Linked DNA regions of Mus musculus: region 2 is linked to region 1. Evidence: chromatin contacts called from public HiChIP or PLAC-seq data. All regions are on one chromosome and are shown on one strand. Each heading gives the region's core, a stretch centred on a gene start, on an enhancer-like site or on the middle of the called end of the contact. The rest is flanking DNA. Distances are from core to core; before and after follow the strand shown. Region 1 holds the start of Epop (elongin BC and polycomb repressive complex 2 associated protein). Region 2 has its middle 15 kb from the start of Arhgap23.

Region 1 (3,974 bases), core at 893-3,392:
CGGGAAGGGAAGGTGGAGGGAATTTCTCCTCCAGGGGAGAACTCTTTAACCGTGTTGACCCCTTCATTAAAACCCTTATCTCAGGGTTGGGGAGCTGGCAGCTTTGGAGTGGGAGAAGGGAGAAGCCTGGGAGCTGCATTGTTATATAATTTTCCCTGATTTATTCACACAGAGATCCACACCGTGCTGGGTGCAGGGCTGCAAATTCGAGAGACACCAGAAAACGGGGAAGAGAAAGGAGCCTCCCAGGCCAAGCTCCTGCAGTGGGCCAAGGCTGATCTCAGACATCTGTCACAGAACCTAGAGAAGAGCATGGAGTTAGATGTCTCTCTCTCTAAGCCAAAAACATCCTGCTAAGGCTTCCAACCCCCTCCCTAGTGCAGATCACCCACCTTCTATAATGTCTTCCAGATAGAGAGAGAGAGATTAAAGTAGGGTGAGGGCTCTATGGGCAAAGGAGCCTGGAGGTTAGATCCAGTTCAAACATGTGACCTGGCAGGACCCCAGAGGGACCCACCCACTTCATGACAGCTGTTCCTTAGAGGAAACCTGGGGTAGGGGAAGTGGGAGATCAGAATATTGAACCCTCTTCATCAGTAAGTCCCACTTTGAAGCTTTACCTTGGGTCTCTGCCAAGGAAAGGGTGTGTGTGTGGGGGGGGGGGGGGCCCATCCTCCCATCCCTTTCTTCTCAGGTCTTGTTTGATGTTATTTAGAAAAACAGTGTGTCTATTGTCACCGCTGGGAGGATGAGGATGCAAGCTGCATCATTTGTCCTGGTACAGAAAAAGCGATTGTACATGTTAAGTGTAGCACTCGGGAGGGTGAAGCCAGACGCTGGAGTTCCAGGCCACATGGTGGGTGAGACCCTATCAGCGAGGGAGGGAGAGCTTTCTTTTGCCCTGGCTCAGAAGAAAAATCTGTATCCCTCAGTCTCATCCTACCCCTAGTCCAAGCCAACATATAAATCTCGTGTACTTCTGCAGATGAAAAGCAGCTGTTTCTAACCTGATTTTAGGATGACGATGAATAGCCCAAAGACTCACAAATGTTTATTGTGCCGTTTGGGCAGTAGGGATATAGCAGTGATCAAGACTGGATGCTCTACTGGCCGCTGGGCTCGACTGTGCAGCCAGGGCACCAGCTCTTTCTAGACTCCGAGGAGAGGTCAGCACTAAGGAACAAGCCAGTTTCACAAATGAGCAGGCTGTGTAGGAACTAGAGGGGAAGAGATGTGAGAGATGTGTACATTATCAGAGCATGTTCTGGAAATTATTCACTTTTTGTTTGTGGATGGAGAGTAAGGTTTTTGGTCTTTTCCACCCATTCAGGTCGCTCAGGATCCAGATGGTCGAGTCCTGGGATCTGGAGGCTCCCAACGGTGCCAGCGCGTTGGAATTCCGTTAAGATGTGGGGCACTTCCATACTTCACCAAGAAAAGGAAACAAGTACGGAGAGAAAGTCAGCTTATTGTCTTCCGTGGGTGTGTCGAAGCTCCCCTTTCTCCAAATTTATTTTTTTCTTTTATGAATCTTGCACATATATAGCGAATTCCTAATCATTCACTCTACAAGCGTTTTTGTTTGCTTTTGAGTTCCCGAGTGCCAGGCCCCTGTTCTACCGGCCCTGAGCAAAGACCACAGGACACTCTTAGCAAGCGACTCCTTGCTACACCAAGCTCTTAAGCCACCGACGCTCGGCTTCATCTTTTTCCTCTACGTTGGTTTTGAGTTTGTCTCTCTGAATTCACGGAGCACCATTTTCTTCCAAAGGGCTGAAACAAACTTTCCCATTTTACAGATGCGGAAAAACCGCGACTTCTACTGGGTAAACAAGTGACTGGACCTGCGACCAGCTAAAACGATCCCAGGCCATCAACAGGCCACCAGGAGCCGTGCGTCTGGCCCCTCGCACTTCCACCCGCGCGCGCCTAGATCCACGCGTCCCTGCTCTCCGCCCTCCAGCCCAGCAGCTCCGGGTCCACGTGTGTGTGTCTGTGTGCGGAATGGGGACGGGGGCCGTGCCGCCAGAGGGGTGGGGTCTACGTGACGTCAGAGCAGCAGCGCCCAATCAGAGGCGGGCTCGCAGCCGCGGCGCTGGTATTGGGGCAGCGAGGGGGCAGTTCTCTATAACGCGGTCTCCGGAGCCAGCGGGGAAGAAAGAAGCTGAGAGGGCGGAAGGCGCCCTCCCCGCCGCTGGGCCCGGGCACCGGGCGCCGGGCCGGGGTCCTTCCCGCCGGCGGCGAGCGCCGGCTGCTTTGTTTGCCCCCGCCTCGGCGTTGAGGGGTGATCGTGCCGGGCATTGCGCCGGGAACGCGGCGGCAGGAAGCGCGACCGATCGCACCGGGGACGCGCGGGGACCCAGGAGTCCGGCCGCGGCGAGGGCCGCGTGACGATACCGAGGAGAGAGCCGGAGCGCCGCCGCGGGCTCTTGGTGGTGGGCCCCGGACGCCCGTGAGCACAGACCTCCCCGTCGACGGGGGGCGATGTTCCCCTGGCCCGCAGGCTCTTCGGGCCGCCGGGGTATCCCGCCGTTGGGACCAGGGCCCCCGCAGTGGGCGACCCCCAAGGCTGCTCCATGGAGACTCTGTGTCCTCCTCCCCGCCTGGCAGTGCCCGCTTCCCCGCGGGGGTCTCCCTGCTCGCCTACGCCCCTGAAGCCGCGTCGGGGGACCCCAGAGTTCTCCCCACTGTGCCTGCGTGCCCTCGCCTTCTGCGCCCTTGCCAAACCCCGGCCGTCCTCCCTGGGCCTGGGGCCTGGAGAGCTGGCGCCGCGGACCCCGGTGCTGCTGGGCCCCCCGGCCTCGCCATGCACAGGAGGCTGGGCCGCGGACGGCCTGAAGCACCTCGGGGGACAGGCCGGGCGGCCGAGCGACGTGAGCTCCCCGGCCCGCGAGGATGCAGACGTCGCGGTGTGCCCAGGCGGTGGAGAGGAGGAAGAGGGCGGAGGCGGCTTCCCGCACTTCGGCGCTGGTTCCTGCGCACCTCCGGGCCGCTGCCCTGCTCCCCTGCGTCCTCAGGACTCTCCGACCAACCCCGCCTGGTCCCCGCCCAGGCCAGCCCGGGGTCTTGATGCAGCTAGCAGTCCGCCCCTTGAGCCCGGCTCCCCGCCTCCGTCGCCACCTGCGGGCCTCTCCCCGGAGCCTGCGCCTTCCGAGCAGCCTGTGCCGGCCTCCGAGGCTCCAGGGGGTGGAGACCCTGCGCCGACCGCGCCTGAGGCACCCGCGCTCAGCCCCTCGACGGCAGACGCAGCACCGGACCCGCCCCGCGATCTCCGCCAGGAACATTTCAACCGCCTGATCCGCCGCTCGAAACTTTGGTGTTACGCGAAGGGGTTCGCCCTGGACACTCCAAGTTTGCGCCGAGGGCCCGAACGGCCCGCGGCCAAAGCCCGTGGAGCAGCCAAGAAACGACGGCGGCCAGCGCCGCCCCCGCCCAGTGTGCAGCCACGGCGGCCCGTCCCGACGCTTCCTACATCGAGCACCTTCAGCCTCCTTGACTGCTTCCCCTGTCCCCCAGCTCTGGTGGTGGAAGAGAACGGAGACCTAGGGCCGGCTTCCTCGCTTCGCCTCCAGGGAGACGCCAAGCCGCCGCCTGCCCACCCGCTGTGGAAGTGGCAGATGGGAGGACCCGCTGTCCCTGAGCCCCCGGGTCTCAAATCCTGGTGGGTCAACTTGGAAGAACTATGAGCGTCGGACCTCTTCTACCCGGGGGCAAGTTGGGTTCCCCGGACAGACTGAGGGCTCCAGGAGGGAGCATCGATTCTGAAATTTGGCTGATCTTTGCTTTGCATTTTATGGGCTGTGGCCCGCGGGACCTCAAATGACAGTGATCTTCAAGCACCCGAGAGGTCCGGCTGATGCTCTTTCTACTCATCTTTGTGGAAGATCCAAGGACTGGCGTCCGGGAAAGCCTGCAGAAAGCTTAGTGACCATCTCCGTCCTCCCTGCGGGCGGGCAGAGCCTTCACCGCAGGGG
Region 2 (3,974 bases), core at 944-3,443, 190 kb after region 1:
ATGGATGGATGGATGGATGGATGTGTTTTAGACATGGTTTCAAGGTTGGCCTTAAATTCTCTGTGTGGCTAAGGATGATTTTGAACTCCTGCCTCCACTTCTCAAAGGTCTGGAGTCACAGATGTGTACCACCATACCTGGCTCCCACTTTTGTTGTTGTTGTTGTTGTTTGTTTCTCGAGACAGGGTTTCTCTGTGTAGCCCTGGCTGTCCTGGAACTCACTCTGTAGACCAGGTTGGCCTTGAACTCAGAAATCCGATTGCCTCTGCCTCCCACATGCTGGGATTAAAGGTGTGCGCCACCACGGCCCAGCTGGCTCCCACCTTTAAAAAGGATTTATTTTTATTATTTTTAACGTGTGTGAGTTCACATGCACAGGAGTACAGACCCCACAGGAAGACGGAAGAAGGCATCGGCTCCCATGGAGCTGAAGTTATAGACAACTGTAAGCCACCCACATGGGTTCTGGGAATAAAACTCAAGTCTTCTTGCAAGACACTGTGTACTCTGAGCCATCTCTCCATCCCCTGTTCTCCTTTTTGAGGAGGTGAGGCTTTGAACTAACTCTGTAGACTAGGCTAGCCTTGGATTCACAGAGATCCACCTGCCTCTGCCCCCTGGGTGCTGGAAAGAAAAGCATGCACCGCCACGTCTACCTCCACCCTCCTACCTCAACCCCCTTAAAGACAAGGATGGAGAAAGAGAAGGCTTCACCCCTGTGATACCAGGACTGCATCCCAGGGCCTGACCCCCCTCCCCCTAGATCCCTCGACATTACCTTCTGGGTTATCCATTCAACTACCACATGTGGAGTGGTGCCATGGGCCAGGGTGAGACCCCTTGGAAATCTAAGGCACGCACAGTCCCTGCCAGCAGGGCCCTTGTGTCAGGAGTGCCTCCAGCGTCCCCCAGCTCCAGACTCTGGCCCAGCCAGCTGCTCTCATTGACACGGGTCAGGCAGTCCTCACACCCAAAGGGGAATCCTGACATGCTGTCAGGGGCCTGGACTTCAAAGAAGAGCAGTAATGGGTAATGGGCTGTCCCAGGCTAGCCCTCCAGGAGACGAGGGTTGAAAGCAGAGGAAAAGAAGTCTGCAGAGTCACCAGGAACCAGGGGCAGGGAGGAGAGCTGCCCAGAGCCCGAGGGTCAGGGACAGAAGGAGGGAAGCTGATAGATACACTGCTGAGCCTGAGCTCAGGAAGCCAGAGTCACAGGGCTCAAGGTCAGGCCCGCCCGCTCTTCCTTCCTCTGCTTGCTCAGCACCTCCTCCGAGACCTTAGGTCCCCGAACCGCAGGTGACCAATAGGAGCCCCCACCCCCACCCCCGAGAATTATCCATCTGGTCTCTCACACCATCAAACACAGACCCGTAGCCACCCACAACCTCACACACAGTGACAAATCCAGAGGTAGGGCTAAGGTAGCCATGGGAGCATGTGACAGACAATGCCTGCCCCCTGGCCTAGTCTCCTCCCTTCAGGGCAGTGCCTCCTGGGCCTCCTCCACCCTTTAGCCCCATTCACAGCTCAGTTCCCAGCTTCGATCGAGCAGAGGCCCCTTCTGACATGCCCTAACAGGCCAAGTTGACAAGCAGGCCAGGCAGGCTGAAGCTCCCACCCCCTCCACTGACATGCATCACATCGGCAGCGAAGCAGGGGACCCTGGGCTGCTCCAGACAGCTGGCACCAGGTGACTCAAAAGGTCTTCCCTACCTGGGCTCTCCTTCTCAGACCACAGTGACACACCAGTGATCCCTGCCCCTCTCAAAGTGGGTCATAGCCAAGGAAGAGGGAGGCTGAGGTAGGGGGCAGGGGAGTATTTTCCATGCCTGGCACCCAACCACCATCTGTCCAGGAGGGAAAGGAACAATCGCAGACAGGAGTCAGCACACAAAATGAAGGTGGGTCCAAACTTTCACCCAAAGGATGTTGGAAGGATTAAATCAACAAAAGAAAGCCTTAGCAGGGTGTGATAGTACCTGTCTGTACTTTCAACTGAGGAAGCAGGACAGTTAGAGGATAGCATAACCGTTTCAAAAACAAAAAATGAAAATCTCAGCACCGACCCAGGGTACACAGTAGGAGCTTGAAAATGCAAGCTGTTTAATATCCAGCCACGTAGCTACTCAGCTAGGCTTGCACAAGACACAGTGACAAGGCACATGCAGAACTTGCCATCATGGCCCCTCCCACTGCTGACCTACAGAGGCACCGTAGCTCCGCCCACAGCTGACCCGAGGCATTTATTGGCTGAGACACACTCCCTTCCCTCACAGGGGGAAGAAGGCCCACAGACCTGGCCTCTAGGCCCTCTGGGAATGGACAACATGAGACCCCAAGTGTGGCAGTAGAGGAGGAGTATGCCAGGCTGGCACGCGAGAGCCCAGCAGGAGGTCGCTGACGCCGAGGGGGCGGGGCTGAAGGCAGAGTCTTTGCTCTCTGTGGGAAATGAGCACTTACTGAAGAGAGGGAGCTCGGAGTCAGCCACAAAGTAAACACCCAGGCCATTGCCAAGGCAACCACAGCCAGTGTGGGTCAGGGCCCACCACAATCCCTCCACCCAGACACCCCTGCGCTGTCTTCGGTCTTCTGGGTGTCCTCTCTTCTGGCAGCTCCCTGTGAGTAAGGGCTTGTAGCCCCATGGCAGGCTGGGGTCTCTGGAATACCTGGCCTGCATCTATCTGTCCCTAGTGACAGGAGAAAGAAACTGCAGCCTCTCCCTTTGGACAGACAGCTCCTAAGGATGAAGGCTACTGCTTTTCAGAAGTGGATTTGCCCTAGAGTGCCTTTGTCCAGAGCAGGCTTTCAGAAACTGCTGGGATGGAATAATAGTTCAGTCAGTAAAGGGCCTTGGGAGAATAAGGACTCAAGTTCAAGCCCAAGCAAGTTAATAAAAATAAATAAATAAAAGTTAAAAAAAAAAAAAGCCGGGCGTGGTGGCACAGGCCTTTAATCCCAGCACTCGGGAGGCAGAGGCAGGCGGATTTCTGAGTTCCAGGACAGCCAGGGCTACACAGAGAAACCCTGTCTCAAACCCCCCCCGCCCCCCCCCAAAAACGTCCAGGTGTGGCAGTGTGTATGTAATCTCGGTGTTGTCCCAGTGCTGGGGAGGCAAAACAAATGGTTCGCTGTGGTTCACTGACCAGACAACCCTAGCCTACTTGTTGGGCTCTAGAAAAATGAGAGGCCCTGTATCAAAATAACAAGGCCTAGGTTAGGACACTAGCTGCTTATACAGAGGTCCTGAGTTGAATTCCCAGCAACCACATGGTGGCTCACAACCATCCGAAATGGGATCTGATGCCCTCTTCGGTCTGATGTCTTCTTCTGTCATGCAAATACAGTACTCATACATAAATAAATGCATCAAAAATTCATGGGGGGGGATGGGGACTTTGTGAAGGGGTAACCGGGAAGGGGGATATCATTTAAAATGTAAATGAATAAAATAATTAATAAAAAAATCAGCCAGGCAGTGGTGGCACACGCCTTTAATCCCAGCACTTGGGAGGCAGAGGCAGGCGAATTTCTGAGTTCAAAGCCGCCTGGTCTACAGAGTGAGTTCCAGGACAGTCGGGGCTATGCAGAGAAACCCTGTCTCGAAAACAAACAAACAAAACAAAACAAAATATCAATGTAGAATTACTATATGATCCAACAATTACAAACCCAAAAGCACAGAAAACACGTAAGTATTATTCACAAAAGTGTTCTAGGTCAGGCATAGTGGCATATGACACCTGAGGGGCAAAGGCAAGCAGATCTCTGAGTTCAAAGCCATCTTGGTGTACACTGCAAACTCCAGGCCAATCGAGGCTACAAAGCAAGACTTAGTCTCACAAAATAAAACAGACAGGCCAGGCAGTGCTGGTGCACGCCCCTAATCCAAGCGCTCAGGAGGAAAGGCAGGCAGAGCTCTCTGAATTCAAGGCCAGCCTGGTCTACAAAGCCAGTTCCAGGACAGCCAGGGCTACA

What was found. HiChIP or PLAC-seq counts read pairs in DNA pulled down with a chosen protein or histone mark.
Region 2: an H3K27ac HiChIP or PLAC-seq map of extraembryonic endoderm stem cells shows a contact between it and region 1. The contact joins the enhancer-like site here to the promoter of Epop in region 1. A contact is called at or near these places in 8 of 39 promoter capture datasets (the 3T3-L1 cell line, the C10 cell line, the HPC-7 cell line and 5 more), 2 of 15 datasets of contacts at CTCF or cohesin (embryonic stem cells and large pre-B cells), 18 of 484 Hi-C or Micro-C datasets (8-cell embryo, CD8 T cells, the G1E-ER4 cell line and 11 more), 28 of 115 datasets of contacts at active chromatin or transcription factors (bone marrow-derived macrophages, cardiomyocytes, craniofacial prominence and 17 more) and 6 of 9 other capture datasets (adipose tissue, bone marrow-derived macrophages, embryonic stem cells and 3 more).

The regions. Positions count from the first base shown.
Region 1 is chr11:97,627,884-97,631,857 of GRCm38.p6, reverse strand. Epop (elongin BC and polycomb repressive complex 2 associated protein) reads left to right here and starts at 2,142. Exons shown (of 1, transcript NM_175332.3): 1 at 2,142-3,974. The coding sequence starts at 2,577. The coding sequence ends at 3,686.
Region 2 is chr11:97,433,495-97,437,468 of GRCm38.p6, reverse strand. It overlaps a transcript of Arhgap23 not described here. Among named protein-coding and RNA genes, the nearest start is that of Arhgap23, 15 kb to the left of the region's middle. Within about 2 kb of position 2,193, at least 374 of the 459 cell types and tissues checked have an H3K27ac peak or open chromatin away from gene starts, as enhancers often do. A contact at or near this core is called in 8-cell embryo, CD8 T cells, the G1E-ER4 cell line and 28 more, where this site is marked.